Regions from separate parts of the Sus scrofa genome. Here region 1 is linked to region 2. Evidence: chromatin contacts called from public HiChIP or PLAC-seq data. All regions are on one chromosome and are shown on one strand. Each heading gives the region's core, a stretch centred on a gene start, on an enhancer-like site or on the middle of the called end of the contact. The rest is flanking DNA. Distances are from core to core; before and after follow the strand shown.

Region 1 (4,116 bases), core at 1,148-3,647, 260 kb after region 2:
TAGGTTGTAGATGCAGCTTGGATCCCGCATTGCTGTGGCTGTGGCTGTGGCTGGCAGCCATAGCTCTGATTTGACCCCTAGCCTGGGAACCTCCATATGCCATGGGTGCAGCCCTAAAAAGCAAAAAAAAAAAAAAAAAAAAAAAAACCCAAAAACCAAAACTAATACACAGATGACAGCCATCAGCTGGGGTTTGCCCATACAAATTAATTCAGATGTAGGTATACCTGTGAACTATTGCAAAGAGTGTGTTTTAATTTCCGGGTGTGTGCGGGTGTGTGCAAGGCAAATAACTTCACTGATTTCTCTTGTCATTACACCACCGAGGTCAGAAAATCCTGCCTTAACGACACAATTTGAAATTTGTTGACACTTCCTTTGAGGTCTAATGGGTCAAATTTTGGTAAATATTTCATACATGCTTGAAATTGCACAATCTCTGCTCAGGGTTCACTGTTTCTCACAGGCCACATACATTAGCTATATTATTCAAATCTTCCATCTTCTCCATATATTTCTTGGCCCACTCGATTCGTCCTTTTCTGGTCCAAATCCCTGTTCTAATTATCACAATTTCCTCATAATTTGTCAATTTTTGTGCTGGGTATCTTAAAACTATGTTATTAGTTGCTTATAGGTTAATATTGGCATGGCATCTGTGTGGACTCTTTCCCTTATCATTAAAGTCTTTGGGAGTTCCATGAAGCAGGGGAGGTTATTTTATTTTATTTTATTTTTTTAAGGCTGCACCTGCCGCATATGGAAATTCTTGGGCCAGGAGTAGAATCAGAGCTGCAGCTTCTGGTCTACACCACAGTCACAGCCACACTGGATCCAGCTGAATCTGTGATCTACGCCACAGCTTGCAGCAATGTTGGATCCTGCATTGAACCCAAATCCTTACAGAGGCAATGATGGGTTCTTAACCCACAGAGCCACAAGGGGAATGCCATATTTTCTGTAGAGAAAGCCCACAGGGCACTGTTTTATTAGAGTTGGCACGAGGGACTGAGGCCTAAGCTAGGAAGGAGGCTGGATTAGGAAAGGGGAGCTAAGCAGGCGATGCTTACAAGGAAGAGGGGGAGAAGGTAGGTGCTATCTAAGCACCAGAAGGAAGAAGGCAAGCCAGTGCTGACTTCAGGAGCCCAACTGAGGGACAAGGAGACTGTCTTTACTGGGGCCTTCATGCAAACTTCAGGTAGGTGGGCATTTGCAAAGACACTGCATTGTATGGAGCAGGGAGGGACTGACCCTTCGGTGGGAGGTGGCAGCAGTTAGTACTGGAAGCCTCCATTGTGGCACTGGGCTTAACATCACTGTGTGTGGCCTGGGCTGCTAATTCATTCTTTTAGGGATGGTAAGTCTACTGGAAAAGGGATGGGTCTGAGGCCCAGCTTGAGCTGCCTCTCAGGGTTAGGGCAAAGGCTGGGTGGCTCCAACAGGGACTGGCTGAGAGAGGGGCCAGCCCCTGGAGGAGCAGGTGGGGGTCTGCTGGAACCTGTATAGCAGCTTGCTGTTGTGGAATAAGAAGCTGATCAAGGAGCTCCCATTATGTCTCAGGGGGTAAGAACCTGATGTTGTCCCTGTGAGGATGTGGGTTCGGTCCCCAGCCTCCGTCAGTGTGTTAAGGATCCAGCATTACTGTGGATATTATTACAGCATAGATCACAGATGCAGCTCGGATATGGTGTGGCTATGGCTGTGGCATAGACCTGCAGCTAGAGCTCCAACTCAACCCCTAGCCATATGCCAAGGGTGGGGCTCTAAAAAGAAAAGCAGCAGCAGCAGCAGCCAAATCCTTTCCTGCTTTCCCGCAGGCAGTTGTACCTGTGCATAGGAACCACAGGAAGGGATGAATTCTGAAATCTTAAAGATGGCTCGTGCCAGGGGGGCAGGATTTCAGGTATCTTCTCCCCCTCGTTATAATTTTCTTTATTATTTTACTTATTTACAATGAGTACCTGTTATTTAAATATTCAGTAAAAATAGTCATTTTCATGAAGGAGTCAAGCTACTCTTTCCAAGTGCTGCCCACTGGGTTTGTTGAGATTTATCTACTTTAATCTCAAGAAACAGGTCTCAATCTTAGCCCAACTTTACGGACGAGAACAGAGGCTCACAGGGTAGGGAACCCGCCCTGGGCCAGTGAAGGCAGAACAAGGTCTCATAGGTCCTCAAGGCTGGCTCTTTGCGGCCGCACGCGGATACCGAGAACCAAAACCCGCGGTTTGCAGCTCACCCGGCCGCTTAGGGCTGTTGGGGCGGGGCCAAGAGGACTCCGCCCGCTCTGCACTCAAGCCCCGCCCCCGACGCAGGCCTCTCTCTAGGCTCCAGGCTCCGGGCCCCCGAGGCCCCGCCCCATCCCGCCCCGCCAACCAGGCCCCGCCCACTGCCCCAAGAGGAAACGGAAGTGGTGGAGACCCCGGGCGGAAGCAGGAAGCGGCGGAGCCGGACCACGCCCGCGGCGGTTCGGGCCTCGAAGCCATGGCGGAGAAGTTTGACCACCTGGAGGAGCACCTGGAGAAGTTCGTGGAGAACATCCGGCAGCTTGGCATCATCGTCAGCGACTTCCAGCCCAGTAGCCAGGCCGGGCTCAACCAAAAGCTGTGAGTGGCCACCGAGTCCGCCGGCGTGTCCTTGGGTCCCGCGGGGCAGTGTCTGCCTTGGAGCCGGGATGGGGAGCCGGGATCCGGCCGAGAGCCGCTGCCTCTCCCCGCCCTGCTCCGGCCAGGCTCTCCCGGCCCTCCGGGTCCAGGCTGTGCGGTGCGGGGGCGGGGCGGGGGCGGGGGCGGGGGCGGGGCGGTGCTAGCCTCTACCGCCTGTTGCCGGCCCTCCTCCTCCACTCTTTGCCTTGCTGGGACCTTTTTTCGAGGCCCCATTTGGAGCCGTTATCGAGGCCGGATAATGCAGTTTTCGTTTCTGGGGCCGTCAGAGGGAGGCATGCTTCATGATCTAAGGCTTTTCCCCTGGCACCTTCCGGGGCGTGCAGTCTCTGTGCCCCAAGGGGAGACGGGCTTCACCCACAGCGCGGTAAAATGGGCCCGGGAAGGTCTGGGCTCGGAAGCCACTTGCTGTCTAGGCCTGGATGCGGAGGAATCGGCGGGTGGTGGTGGTGGTGGTGATAATGATGAGAAAGGCCACGGAACGTTTATTAATTAATTTTGGCGTCAGCCTTGTGCTGGCCATCGTGCTAGGCCCTGGGGTAGACAAAAGGCAGATACGGATAGAGTGCTCTGGAGAGGGGCCCACAGCTTTGTAGAGGGTACGGGCATGTAGACATATTTGCACCCCTGCTTACACAGCCAGTACTGTGGGACCAGCCAGCTAATCTAGGAAGCTTCCGAGGGCCACTGAAATTAAGCCCCGCAGCCATGGTTTTCTTCCCCCACAGACTTTGAGGATGGATTCTTGAGCCAGAGTTCACTGCCTTGGTTATTGTCTGAAACCGCACACAAAATCACGTCCACCATGGGCGTTCCCCTTGTGGCTCAGTGGGTTAAGAACCTGACTAGTTTCTATGAGGATGTGGGTTTGATCCCTGGCTTTGCTCAGTGGGTTAAGGATCCTGGCGTTGCCCCAGTAGGTCACAGACCTGGCTGGCAGCTGGTGTTGCTGTGGTTCCTATCATACCCCCTAGTGTGGGAACTTCCCTGTGAGGCAGGTGCGGCCCTAAAGAGAAGAAAAAAAAGGAAAAAAATCAGCTACAACTCAGGGTGATTGTATTTGAGAGAGGGGTCATGTTTTTCATCAGATTCTCAAAAGTTTTCTGCCCTTACTCATATTGGTTCTTGCCCCCCAATATTGGAAATTCCTCATTTAAAAAGAAAATCAAGAGATATTTGAGCATCTTTATAACTCCGAAGCTTTCCTAGGAATTGTGTTGCTAACAAAGATCCGAGAGCCACGAGTGACCTGTGCGCGGGTGAGGAGCGGGCCTGGACACCTGGTCGGCCACGTGTGGTGGGTGTTGCAGTGCTGTCCTCCGAATTAACCTGATGTCCCGTTTTTGCTTTTTCCCCAGGAATTTTATTGTCACTGGCTTACAGGACATTGATAAGTGCAGGCAGCAGCTTCACGATATTACTGTGCCTTTAGAAGTATTTGAGTAAGTACTGT
Region 2 (4,142 bases), core at 910-3,409:
ACACCGACCCCTCCCCTGGACCCCAGCACAGCACCTGGCAGGAAGTGGGCTCATTGACCAAGAAAAGCAACCGGCAGCCTAAGGACAACTGAGGCTTCCTGGAGACCAACAGGTGAGGAAGGAGCTTCCAGAACCTGGGCAAGTTGCACAAGAGCTTAGTCTGCCGCTGCTACAAGCTCGTGAAAGGAAGAAGGGGGACTCCAGACGGCCTGGGCCCAAAAATGCTTGACAAGCAAAGACCACATATCCCCTCCTTTCCTAAAGTGACACAGAGTCAGCACAACTTCCATGACAAGCTGAGACCTACAGGTCCCCCCAAGGCCATACATCAAGAAACTGCGCCTGGCCACCTCTTCTCTGCAAGTCCTACAAGTAAGAAGCCCAGGCAGAAGGGGGAGGAGACCAGGCTCCTACCTGGGGCTGAAGGGGCGCTCAGGCTTCAGGGAGCTTAAGAAAGTAACACTCCCAACCCACACAGGTGAAACAAGTTGCAGAACACAGAACTATTACTGTGTATCCCACACACTTTTAAGTAGTATCATCTTAAGGTTCTACAAACATACTTCACATGAGAAGAAACAGACCTATGAGAGAAAAAGTTACTTTAAGAAATTAACAGCCACACCTAGACACTGTGGGATTTGTAAGCCTCATGTTTCCCAATCCTAACACACCCTGGCAAATTCTTAAGTGCCCTTTAAATCAGCATGTGACCATGCAAGGAAAGTGAAGTTTCTGACCTAAGTCCTGAAATACTGACATAAAACCTAGATACAAATACCTTGTCTCCAGGTGCTCAAAAAAGCACAGGAAGGCAACGGGGCTGGGTAGGTAGCACTCCCACCTGAGCGGCTTCAACTCACCAACTTTATGGATGCGTGACTGCAGTAACCCTAAGTGGAACGTCAACCCCCCTCTAGACTGACGTGGAAACACTGAAATAGAGATGACACTTTCCGGATAGGTATGTGCTGCAAATGTTTTCTTTCTTCACATGCTATTAGTTTATTCTTTAAAAACAGATGCACATGATGCTATTTGTCCATTTCAGCACAAAATTAAAGCATAACATGTAAGCTTTAAATCATTTAAATTCGCTGTTGCTGAACTGTAGCGCTACCAAAAACCTAGTCATCTTTTAAATGGATTTTCTCAGAGAAAACAAGAAAAGTTCCCATTTAACAAACATTCACTTTCAATTCGATTCAGGTTGGCGGCAATCCCAAAATGCTCTGGAACTTAACACAAAACGCCACACCTATCTGCAGGCCACTTTGACAAGAGGTCCCTAACCTGTCCGGGGGGGGGGGGGCGCGAGAGGGAAAGTATCCGACGTCCGCTCCAGTTTCGCCGGCGAGAAAAGGAAAACAGCTGCACAAGTCGGATTCAGCGGCCTCTTTCTAGCAGCACCGGTCATTCTAGCATCCGGACACAGCACTCGTTTTTGAAACGAGTTTTAAGTTGAAATAAACAAAAATCAACGTAAAACCTCAGGGCAGAGTTGCACCTGGGCCTCCAGCATCCACCTCGAAATAACCCGGGAGCCGGGACGGGACGTCGGTGCACCCGCGGCGCGGCGCGGCCCGGGGACCGACCCCGCGGCGGGATGGCGCGCCGGGCCTGGCCCGGGTGCCCACGCGGGGCTCCGGCCCCCGCCCCCTCCCCGGTCCCCGCGCCGCGCCGCGCGCACTCACCCCTGGATGCCCGGGCTGTACGCGCGGCTCTTCCACGGCGTGCCGGGCCGCGGGGCCTGGGGCCCGGGGCCGCCCCCTCCGCTCAGCGCGGCCGCGCGGCTGCCAGACAGCAGGTAGTTGAGGCCGTACGTGCTGGCCTTGTTCTCGCGTTTCCGGCGGCCCGGGTGGAACTGGTGCTGCGGCGGGGAGCCGGCCGGCGCGGGGCCGCGCGGCCCGGGGTGCCCGTTGGCCGCGCCGGGGGCGCTCGGAGGGCCGTCCGCGAAGTGGAAGAAGGCGCCGCCGCGGCCGCCGCCCGCCCGGCCGAGCGAGGCGCTGCTCGAGGACGACGAGGAGCAGCCGGGGCTCTCGGTGCCCGACTCGGCGTTGGACGAGGAAGACGACGACGACGACAGCGACGGCGACTTGTGCAGGCGCCGGGCGCCCTCGGCCGCGGGCCCGAGCGCCGTCAGCAGCGCGGGGGGCAGCGCGGCGGGGCCCGGCGCGGGCGGCGGGGGCGACGCGGCGGGCAGCGCCGGCCCCGCCAGGCCGCCGCCGCCGCCGCCGCCGCCGCCCAGCCCGGCTGCCCCCGCCGCGGCCGCCGTGTCCAGCGCGGGCGAGTTGAGGCAGAAGTAGGACGCGAAGCCCGAGCCGCCGCGGCCCACGCCCTGCGAGGTCTCCCAGATCTGCATCCACAGGGCATTGGCCGGCCCCTTCTGCTCGGGCTGGATCCAGGCCACGCGCGGATCCATCCACGCGCCGCCTCGCGGGCCCGCGCGCCCGCCCGCCCCGCCGCGGCCCCGCCCCCGCCGCGCCCTGAGCCCCGGCCGCGCCGCGCCGCGCACGGACGGACGGACGGGCCGCGGACGGACGGGCGGGCGGGCCTGCGCCGCGGCTCGGGCCGGCAGGCGGCGGCGGCGGCGGCGGCGGCTCCCGTCGGGGTCCGGTCGCGGCGGCCTGGCGGGGCCCGGGCAGGCCGCGGCGGGCTGCTCGGGCCTGTCGCGCTCCCTTCACGCGGCTCGGGGCGGGCGCGGGGGCCGCGGCGGCGGCGGCGTTCCACACGGGCCGGCGGGAGAGGCCATCGGAGGGGGCGGGCGGCCCGGCCGAGGGGGCGGGCCCAGGCGCAGCGCGGCCCGGGACCCGCGAGAGGGCCGCCGCCGTGCGCCGGGCCCTCGGTCACGCTCGCTCCGCACCCCTGCAGCGGCGGCGGCGGCGGCGGCGGCGAAAAGACACTCTCGGCGGCGACTGGGCGCGGGGGAAGGAGGGGGCGCCGCCACCTCCGCTCCAATGAGGGGCGGGGAGGCAGCGGGGCGGGGGCGGGCGGGGAGGAAGCGCGGCCTCCCTCGCCGGGGCCGGGCCGCCACTGCGCACGCGCGGCCGATTTCAAATCCTCACTAGACACCGCCGCCTAGGTTACCGCGCCTGCGTGCTGGGTGCTGCTCCGCGAGGGCGGGGGGCACCGCGTCGGAAGGATACGCGACTGGGAGGGGCCGGACGGGGGCAGCGACGGCGGCCCGGGCCTTTCTAGACCAGACTGGGCTGCGGCGGGGCAGGGAGAAACCCCGGGGCGCTCCGCCGGCCCCACCTCCCGTCGCCGCGCACGGGCCGAGGCGTGGAGACATGCGCGCTGGGGCCGGGGCCCCGGGCCGCGCTGCGCGTGCGCAGGGCCCGGCGCCGCCGGTGGAAGTTTCCGTGCCGCCGGGCGGGTGCCGCGCCCTCCGCCAGCGAGCCGGCCGGTCCCCCCCGTAGGCGGCTGGAGCGGTACCGTCGCCGCTCCAAGGAAAGAACACAAACGCCCCAAGACCCCTGCTGCCCATCGGAGTCCTCTGTGCAGCCGGTCACGCTGCGGTCACTCGTGCCCGCCCCTGCCCACGTGCTCGCCGGCGTCCTCCCGAAGGAGTAGGTCCCACACCCTGCGGCCTGGGCAGTGCCGGTCCCTGATACCGCTGCCCCGAGCGGAATCCGGGAATGGTCAGGCAGAACCTTTCTCTGCCGGCTTCTTGTTCCCCTTTAAACATGATTTTCTATGCAGAAGATGAAGTTCGAACTGTCCCCTTGGCTCACTGTGCGAGCTTGGCAGTGCTGCCCATCTGAGAAACAGCCCGAGCACTTGGGTGTCGGTCCCAGTGGCCTTGATTATTCAAGCTGGCACAGGGTCCGCAGGATTCATTAGAGAATTGTCCAGCTGTCTGCTTTTTGGGTTCCCAGGGTCCAGCGGGTGCCCTGAGCCAGGTTTGCCAATAGTATTGTTTGGAATGCCACGCTAACTGTACATTCTGTGGAGTCCAGGGCAAATCTGCTTGTGCCACTGGGAGGGAGCCTAGACTGCGTGCCCGCAGCCTGGGCCCCACCCGTCCTGGTCCGAGCCGGAGCCTGAGCCGGGGAATGCATTCCCGAGCCAGGCGGCCGCGAGGAACCCAGCCAGGGCCCTGAAGCTGTTTGCCTTTCTCCCACAGCGCCTGGGCGCCATTC

What was found. HiChIP or PLAC-seq counts read pairs in DNA pulled down with a chosen protein or histone mark.
Region 1: an H3K27ac HiChIP or PLAC-seq map of alveolar macrophages shows a contact between it and region 2. The contact joins the promoter of MED10 here to the promoter of PAPD7 in region 2. A contact is called at or near these places in 1 of 47 Hi-C or Micro-C datasets (fibroblasts) and 1 of 2 datasets of contacts at active chromatin or transcription factors (alveolar macrophages).

Annotation. Positions count from the first base shown.
Region 1 is chr16:75,514,595-75,518,710 of Sscrofa11.1, forward strand. MED10 (mediator of RNA polymerase II transcription subunit 10) reads left to right here and starts at 2,398. Exons shown (of 5, transcript XM_013982820.2): 1 at 2,398-2,606; 2 at 4,022-4,105. The coding sequence starts at 2,485.
Region 2 is chr16:75,257,646-75,261,787 of Sscrofa11.1, forward strand. It overlaps PAPD7 (non-canonical poly(A) RNA polymerase PAPD7), which reads right to left and starts at 2,160. Exons shown (of 13, transcript XM_021076643.1): 1 at 1,695-2,160.